2 separate regions of the Sus scrofa genome follow, and region 2 is linked to region 1. A link is a contact called in public HiChIP or PLAC-seq data. All regions are on one chromosome and are shown on one strand. Each heading gives the region's core, a stretch centred on a gene start, on an enhancer-like site or on the middle of the called end of the contact. The rest is flanking DNA. Distances are from core to core; before and after follow the strand shown.

Region 1 (4,164 bases), core at 628-3,127:
ATGGCCACTTCAGCTTGCTCACCCCTCATCCTACTCCATTTAGGTTTTCTAATCCTTTATTCCCATTTACTAGAACCCACTTGTAGCTGAAGTCCTGGAATGCCATATACCCAAACACCTCAGAGTTCAGAACTTCTCAGGAATCATTCTCTCTATTAAAACAATGTTAGCCCTGACTAATTTGTAATAAAGCTCTTCCTTCATCATACATTGGTTCACTAAGAAGCTACCTTCTTGAGTTAATCCCCGCCCCCATCTACCACTGGCATCTCAGAAGCTCCACCCACTAAAGACCGACTTACCTGTGAGCCCTTGGAAGCAGCTGGGGGCACCTGGTGGTGCCCAAGACAGACAGACAGTCCCTTCTCTGTCTCCTGGTGTGCTTCATTCTAAACTCCGCTGCACGTGATTCTGAGATCTGACCTACAACTGCTGCTGATGCCTTTGGATTTCGGGTCCTGTACTTGGGAACAGGTCACCTCTCTCTTCCTCTTGTTCTGAGCCTCTCACAATGTTAAGAAAAAATGCTAGCCCTGAAGCTGGTCATTTTGCAATGAGATGACTGCCTTGCCACAGCTCAGTCCCCTCCTGCAAAGGAGTACTCTTTTTTTTTGTTTTTTGTTTTTTGTTTTTTTGTTTTTTTTTTTTTTGCTTTTTGCTTTTTGGGGCCTAGGGGTGGAGTTGGAGCTGCAGCTGCTGGCCTACACCATGGCACAGCAATGCAGGATCCAAGCTGCATCTACACCACAGCTTATAGCAACATCGGATTCTTTAACCCACTAAGTGAGGCCAGGGATTAAACCTTCATCTTCACGGATACTAGTTGAGTTCTTAACCCCGCTGAGCCACAACAGGAACTCCATTTTTTCATGACAGAGGAAATCGAAAATTTCTCATTTCTGCCACCCACCAGCCAACACCTCTGAGACCTGCTCACCTACCCTTGAATCAAATACCTGAGGTTCTGGCAAACCACAGGTATCTGACTTCCCAAACCACCATAAATAAAGCCATCGTACCACAAGGACAGGCGTTTAAATAAGTCTATGTGTCCAGATGAAGTTATGCGTATTTCCCAATCCCTTTCTGTTTCATTGGTTTCCAAATAATTCTTTCCACTTGTTGACTCCATATGGAGATGCGAGGAAAGATATAAAACCCTTCTGCAATGTGGCAGAGACAGGCTGGCTCCCAAAGTCCCAGATCTCAAACCTGAGGACGGTTAAGGGAAAGCCCAGGGTTCTCTGGAACAGGACGGGGCGGGAGTTGGGGGGAGGGCAAACCGGAGGCCGGGATGGGGGGCTTTGCTCTGTTGGTCCCGGGCGGAGTTGTCGTCCGCAACTCTTTCTACCTCTCTGGGTTCTCTCAGCATTCTTATTTACAAAACAAAATGACTTCTCTAGGTCCTTTCCAGAATCATGATGTGAAGGAAAAAGTCAAATGTGGGGCTGCTGCTTTCTGCTGGTGCAGCCCGGTGGTTAGAAAGAGGAAGGGAGACCAAGAATCTCCCAGGTGGAGGCAGCAGGGAAAATTAGGCACACACCTGCGAGGGTTGGTTCCGGGAACTCTCGCGGGATTTGGGAGAGGCGGGCCTTAAGGGGAGGGGGCGTTGATTAACTCACTCTTCTCGGATTCCTCAGAAGCCAGTTCCCTGAAGGAGAAGTGAGTCATTCGCTTCCTTTCTTTGCGGGTCTACACTCCTTCCAAGATGTTTACAGAGACTTCAAGGGGTGAACCGAGTTATTAAAAGAGTAGCAATTAGGGTGGCCCATCCCAGCAATTTAAAGTTTCCTGTCTAAGGAAGCTTGGGGGGTGGAGGGAGAAAGGCGTCTTGCCTCCGGACTGGACCTCTCCACGATTTCCAGTTCTGCGTACAGAAGCAGGAGGGAAGACGGAAAGCTGGCCTAAAGTCCCAGCTCCCTGGGGGACCCAGATGTTCCAGAGGTTGGGTCCCCTCCTCCAAGAAATGTCTTCTGCTTGCTTCCCTCTTTGGGGAATCCTGGCTCAGCTGGCAAAGCCCTTGGGCATCTTGAGCCTGCCTCCCCAAATTAAGCCGTGTTGGAAGCCGCCTGATAAATCACTCTTTGCACCTTGGCCGCCCTGGGGCTTAGGGAGGGAGGCAGCCGGGTGATTTACAGCTGCTGTCTGGGAGGGCTTTTCCAAAGGGCCAGCTCAGCCCAGGCAGTCATCTCTGGCAGAAGGAGCATTTTGTTCAAGCCGATGCTCAGGGGAGGAAATAGGATGGCTTTGTTCAAAACTTGTTGGCCGTCCCTCCCTCCAGCCGGCTGGAATCTCCAACTTCATTACTTCCATCCAACTTGAGCCCAAGAGATGAGGTCCAGAAGCGTGGTTTGTCCCCACAGACCCGCAGGAACCCCACGAGGGAGCAGAGCGCTTGCCTTCGAGCGGAAGTGACGTAGTGCCCGGCAGGCCCTCGGACTTGACTTTGGTCCTGGATTCCCAGAACCCCAAGGGGCCCATCCAGGAAACCGCCCCTGTTTCTGGCCTTTTCTGCCCCCCACCCCGGACCCCGGGGGATTTCAGTGCCTTTATTGTTTTCCACAGTTGCTGTTGGAAGTCAGGTGCCCAGGGCCAGCTTGAAAACAGGCTGCTTCCAAAAAGCTTCACTTTTTACCAGCAGTGTGGTGCGGTGGAGAGATCCAGGGCCTGGTGTGGAGGCAGCTTTTTATTCCAATTCTAGTTTATTGTCCTGTGAGAGGTTCATTGACCTCCTCAAGCAGCAATTCTTCACCTCCAAAATCAGAATGAGATCTTTGAGAAATTGCTTTGCATTAAACCTAACGTAGCTGGGCAAACGAGTACATTCAAATAAAATACACGTGTGTATGTATATTTAAAAATTTGGTTGCTTGTTTTCTGCTTTGTTTTTGTCTTGCTTCCCCCCCCTCCCCCCGCTCACAGTTTTTCAACCTACATTTATATGGAACCCAAAAGGAATGCTTAAAAATACAAGAGTTATAATTTAGTACAAGCTTGCTAAAAATTACTTTCTCAAAGCCAGATTTGACTAGATACTTTTAGCTACACACAACTCAGAAGGTAAGAGTTAATGGAGATGTTATGAGGAGTGAGACTTTGCTGCAGGCCACAGAGCATGAAGAATAAGTGAGTTTTTCATGTACAGAGAGCATAGGTTTTTAATCTCTGGGGTGAGAAATCTCCAGGGAATGTTGAATGCTGAAAGGGAAACGACAGGCTATTTGAAACAGAAAAATGTGTTCGCTTTTGTTCCCCATAATGGAGCGTCTCCCTTCTGAGGAAACCGGGAACTCACGTTTTTCAGGAAGTGTGCTGCATTTATTGTGAAGTATAGATCTCCTGCCTCCCACTCTGCATTTTCTTACAGCTCCTTGTCCATGCTAATATTCTAAGTGCAAAAGCATGCAGTTTTATTAACCAGAAATATAAATTGTTCCTTTTTTCCTTCATTCGTCTTTCTTTTCTTTTTCCTTCCTTCCTCCCTCCCTCCATCCCTTCCTTCCTTCCTCCCTTCCTTTCATTCTGTCATGGTTCTGGGATCTGGTTTAAAGCATGACAAGTGTGTCTGATCTGGTGCCTATATTTAAATCTCATCCCAGAGACTTATCTGGGATAGTTATGCCTCTTGGTATTAGAAATGCTGCTTTAAAAAGGGGGAATAGGCAAAGCTAGTTATTATTATTGCATTCCTCCGTCTTCTCAGACAGTACCAGACTGAGATTCCTCCATCTGTGCATCCGTGCTCCACTCTTGCATGCATGCGTGCGCGTACACACACACACACACACACACACACACACACACACACACACACACACACACACACTATGTCTCCCGCTTTCCTCTTTCCTCTGGGCAGAGTTTTCTTACTGTAGTTTCTCTCTACATCCCCTGGGGATTTTGTCTGATCAGTAGATCTAGGGTAAGGACAGAGATTCTTAAGTTTCTGAAAAGCTTCCAGCCGATGCCAGTGTGTGTGGTCAGTGGACCACGCTTGGAGGTTCAAGGGTGTAGGGAAAGAGCAGTGGATTGGAATTCAAGAGACTTGAGATGAAACTCCTTGAATCTTCAGAAACATTTATTAGAGCCATAATAAAATCAGGTCAACTGATTTTTATTTTTTGAATAAGGATTATTTAAGGGGTAGAGTTTTAGACTCAGTTT
Region 2 (4,164 bases), core at 444-2,943, 85 kb before region 1:
TGTTTTGTTTTGTTTTGTTTTGGTCTTTTTGTCTATTTAGGGCTGCACCTGCAGCACCTGGAAGTTCCCAGGTTAGGGGTCTAATGGGAGCTCTAGCCGCCGGCCTATGCCAGAGCCACAGCAACACCAGATCCGAGCCGCATCTGGAACCTACACCAACAGCTCATCACGGCAATGCCAGATCCTTAACCCACTGAGCAAGGCTAGGGCTCAAACCCATGTCCTCTTGGATACTAGTCAGGTCCGTTAACCACTGAGCCATAACGGGAACTCCAAAAAGGGGATTTAAACCCAACTCTTTTATCTTTAATGTGCGTGGAAAATTGCACTTTGGAAAGATGAAGCCGCTGGCCGGGAAACAGCACAGCTGGGATGAGAAACCGAAGCCGACTCAAGCTCCCAGGTGTCGGGAGGGGAAGGTTCTTCCCAAGCCCTATAAGGTTTTAGTGACACCACCAAGAGCAGAACTGTCTTCTGACTCCCTGAACTTGTTCGGCGGGTGCCTGGGCCCTCTGGGGATGCCCCTGTGGCAGGGCTCTGCCAAGGAAAGCATCCTTGTCTGGCTCAGGGTGTGGACCGGCTGCTCTCAGAGCTTCTGGGGTTGGCGGGGTTGGAAGGACTGGCCTGAGCCTGGCCCCCACCCCACCAGTGGGGCATGGATACGAATGTTCCGGACCCCAAATCAGCCTCAGCAGCAAGGAGCTGCCCCTTGAGGGATGTGCCTGGCTCTCCCTGGAAGAATCTGGGTTGGGTGGGCCCTCGGGGCAGCCAGCGCTCTCTAGTGGGGGGTGGGGTGGGGGTGGGAGGTGACGGCCTGTGGGAGCTTTCCTGAGAGGCAGAATCCATTGATTTGCGGTGGGGGGTGACCAGGGATCAGGGCTCAGAGCAGGGGAGGAGAGGGGAATGGACTCTTGATGAGGAGGCTGGAGGCAGCTCGGTCGCTGTCCGGGTCTTCCCATCACGGGGGTGGGGTCCTCCTGCGGAGGTGGAGCGGCTTCCCCGTTCCCACCGGGGCCCTGATGAGTCGGGCAGGAACGTGCACCTGCCTGCCGAGCGCCCGGGCTCTTGCTTCCTGGCTCAGCAGCCAGTGCCGTGGAAACACTTGGGAGCTTGAGTCGGCTTCGGTTTCTCATCCCAGCTGTGCTGTTTCCCGGCCAGTGGCTCCATCCTTCCAAAATGCAGTTTTCAAGCACATCAAACTGGCGCAGGAACTTCCCCACCTCCCAGATCTTTGGCGCTCACCCTGCCCTGCAGTGGGGCCCTTACTGGTTTTACCTGCTGCTCTCTTGCTAATGGGTGAGCTGCTTGACCTAAGTGTTGGGTCTGTTCGCTGGATCTAAGGGACCTGGAGCATCGATTTGCTCTCAGAGGTGACTGTTGGAAAAGCTATGCACGCAGGAAACAGAGAATTACAGGAGGGATGATTTATTGAGCAGTTTTGCAGCCTGCGGCCTCCCAGTGGAGGCTGCCAGTTTAGCTTAACACAGCCCCTGGTGTTGGGACGGGTCTTTCCTCGGCCCCCTGGCGGTGGCCCCAACTGGGACTGTTGCTGGACAACTGGACTGGCAGCCAAGGGCAGCAAGGCCAGACCTGGCAGCAGCTGCCTTTTCTCCCTGGACCCTTAGCCTGCTTGGACCCACCCCACGGAAGGCCTTCAGTGCCTTCTGGATTCCACTGACCTCAGGCCACCGGACTTCCCATCCAGGCCAAACCCACTTGGTCTGGCTGAACTCCAGCCTGGCCTCACCCGGGCCCACCCTGTCCTGATCTCCTCCTGCTGAGAGGCCAGGGTGGGGTTTCAGGTCGAAAAGCAAAGCACGATTGGCTTGCGGATGCCGTTGTTTGTATTTTGGATGGAGCACCACAAAGCCTGGGTTTAGATCCCAGCTCTGCCACTCTTGCCAGGTGGCCTTAGACCAGTCACGTCTGCCTTCTCCACCTGAGTTTCTTCATCTAGTAAATGGGCAGGACCAGCTACCACCATCCAGCCCATGAACTGCAGCCATTAGGTCCTGTATCTGATGCGTTTGTGTGTGATGTGGTGCTGAATAAACCCGGGGCCATGTTTGTCTCCATAACTCTAGGATCTTCCTTTAAAAGTTTCTCTTTCAGGGGTTCCTGTCATGCCTCAGTGGTTAGCAAATCCTACTAGGATCCATGAGGTTGCACATTCGATCCCTGGCCTCGCTCAGTGGGTTAAGGATCCAGCGTGGCCATGAGCTGTGGTGTGGGTAGCAGATGCGGCTCAGATCCCACGTCGCTGTGGCTGTGGTGTAGGCCAGCAGCTGCAGCTCTGATTCAACCCCTAGCCTGGGAACTTCCATATGCCATGGGTGCAGCTCTAAAAACAAACAAAAAAAAAAAGTTTCTCTGTTTCTCTGTCTCTGACACCAAGTAATCTGTGATGTTGATGCCGCAGCTGTATTTTGGACAGGGCACCAGTGTTAGAATCTTCCTGATTTGCATCAGAGCTCAGTTTTTTTTTTAGTTACTCTAACCTTCATTCTCTGCCTCAGTTTCCTTATTTTTTTAGGAAGTTTGGACTTATAATATTTGCCTCTCCATTTTGTTATGGGAAGTAGACACACAGACTGAAAAAACGCCCAGCATTTGGTCAATGGTTAATTCATAATCCTTATTATTGTTGTTACTATAATTACTGTATCAATGTCAGGATGTTATGTAGGAAGTGGTGCAGTCCCTATAGCTTAAGAGTTAAAGAAAAGGTAAAATCAGGAAGTTTGAAGCCAGAAACGCCCTTTTCAGGCTGTGTACCATTGGTTCTCATTTGATGGAAGGGAAACTAAGGCTGGAAGAGCCTGTGGTCACTGCTGGATTTAGTGGCCCCTAGGGAGCCACGGATGCCTCTGCGAAGGGTGGGCAGGACATCACATAGGGTCCCGGCTTCCAAGGCCAGTGGGGTTGCTCCCTCCATGGGGGGTTGCAGGGAGTGGAACTGGCTCCTGCTGGTTCTGGCTTCCTCGCCTGGCTCAGGATCCACTGACACAAGGCCTGGCACTGGCCTGGCCCTGCACGTCGGGTCCAGGCTGCCCCTGATGTCAGCCTTGTTCATTAGAGGTTGAAAAGCAGACTGTCCCCCGGCTCTGCCTGGGACAGGTTACAAAGCCCAGGCAGGGATGCAGCCTGTCAGCCCAATCTATCCGCCCTGCTTGGGGCTCCTGGCTTAGGACTTTCTCCTCCTCCCAGAAGCTGCGAGAGATAAGCACTGTCATGGACAGTTTTTGGTCACACAAATCCTTGCCACTGTCCTCCCTTGTCACTCTGAGGAATCTCTAGTCTTCATGTACCGTCTCTAGTCTCACCGCCTCCAGGAAGCCCATCCTGATTCCTTTCGCTAGTACTGAATAATGTGAGCAGGAGTGAGCTGGGCACATATCTGGAGGAAGAACATTCTAGGCAGGGGAAAAGAAAAACAAGTGCAAAGGGCCTGGGGAGGAACCCGGGGACAGAATTCATATCCATTTCATTCTGCCTAAGGCTCGTTCACCTCTTCCTCCAGGCTTCAGGGCTGAAGGTTGAGCCTTGTCTTAATAACATCAATTCGGGGTTCCCCCATTTTTTGTATAGATTTACTCTCCAGGGTCTTGGATAGATACTCTACTTGCATTGTTTGGTTTAATCTTCACGGAAACCAAGGTGATGGGTGAGACGTGTCGCGGCTGCCTCTCCCGTGTGTAGTCGAAATGCCCACACGATTCGTGGGATGTATGAATTACTAGGGCCACCGACGCTCCTGTTGATTTCTCTGAAAATTGATTCCTCTGCCTGGAAATCGCTAAGCCCCAGACTGATCAGGGGCATCGGGAGCGGAAAGACTTGTTCATTCCCTTCCTCCCGTCCTGGCAGGTGTAGGCGCTCGGCCAGGCACCCCTGAAGGCCCCTGACACCTTCCGGACAGAATGGTCCTGCAGTTGGGTAGCACGTCCATCCATGGGGACTGGGGCTGGAGCTCCAGCCTGGCTCAGGTCCCCGAGCTGTGTGCACCCCGGAAGGTCTTTGTTGAAAGACGTAATCCAGACCGCTTGCCTCGACCCTTGCCTGGGACTGATGTAAACAAGCTCAGGATGTTCCCAGAGGGGCGCAAGGTCAGAAGAATGCCTGGAGTGCTGTTTCCGCCCCATCCTTTTCCAGGCTTCTCTCCCC

The links. HiChIP or PLAC-seq counts read pairs in DNA pulled down with a chosen protein or histone mark.
Region 2: a contact with region 1 is called in an H3K27ac HiChIP or PLAC-seq map of skeletal muscle. The contact joins two enhancer-like sites. A contact is called at or near these places in 5 of 47 Hi-C or Micro-C datasets (embryonic fibroblasts, fetal heart ventricle, psoas muscle and 1 more) and 1 of 2 datasets of contacts at active chromatin or transcription factors (skeletal muscle).

Annotation. Positions count from the first base shown.
Region 1 is chr3:124,092,569-124,096,732 of Sscrofa11.1, reverse strand. No RefSeq gene overlaps it. Among named protein-coding and RNA genes, the nearest start is that of TRIB2, 100 kb to the left of the region's middle. Within about 2 kb of position 1,877, at least 19 of the 83 cell types and tissues checked have an H3K27ac peak or open chromatin away from gene starts, as enhancers often do. A contact at or near this core is called in retroperitoneal adipose tissue and skeletal muscle, where this site is marked.
Region 2 is chr3:124,177,715-124,181,878 of Sscrofa11.1, reverse strand. The region is part of intron 3 of TRIB2 (tribbles homolog 2); the gene reads left to right. Among named protein-coding and RNA genes, the nearest start is that of TRIB2, 16 kb to the left of the region's middle. Within about 2 kb of position 1,693, at least 15 of the 83 cell types and tissues checked have an H3K27ac peak or open chromatin away from gene starts, as enhancers often do. A contact at or near this core is called in retroperitoneal adipose tissue and skeletal muscle, where this site is marked.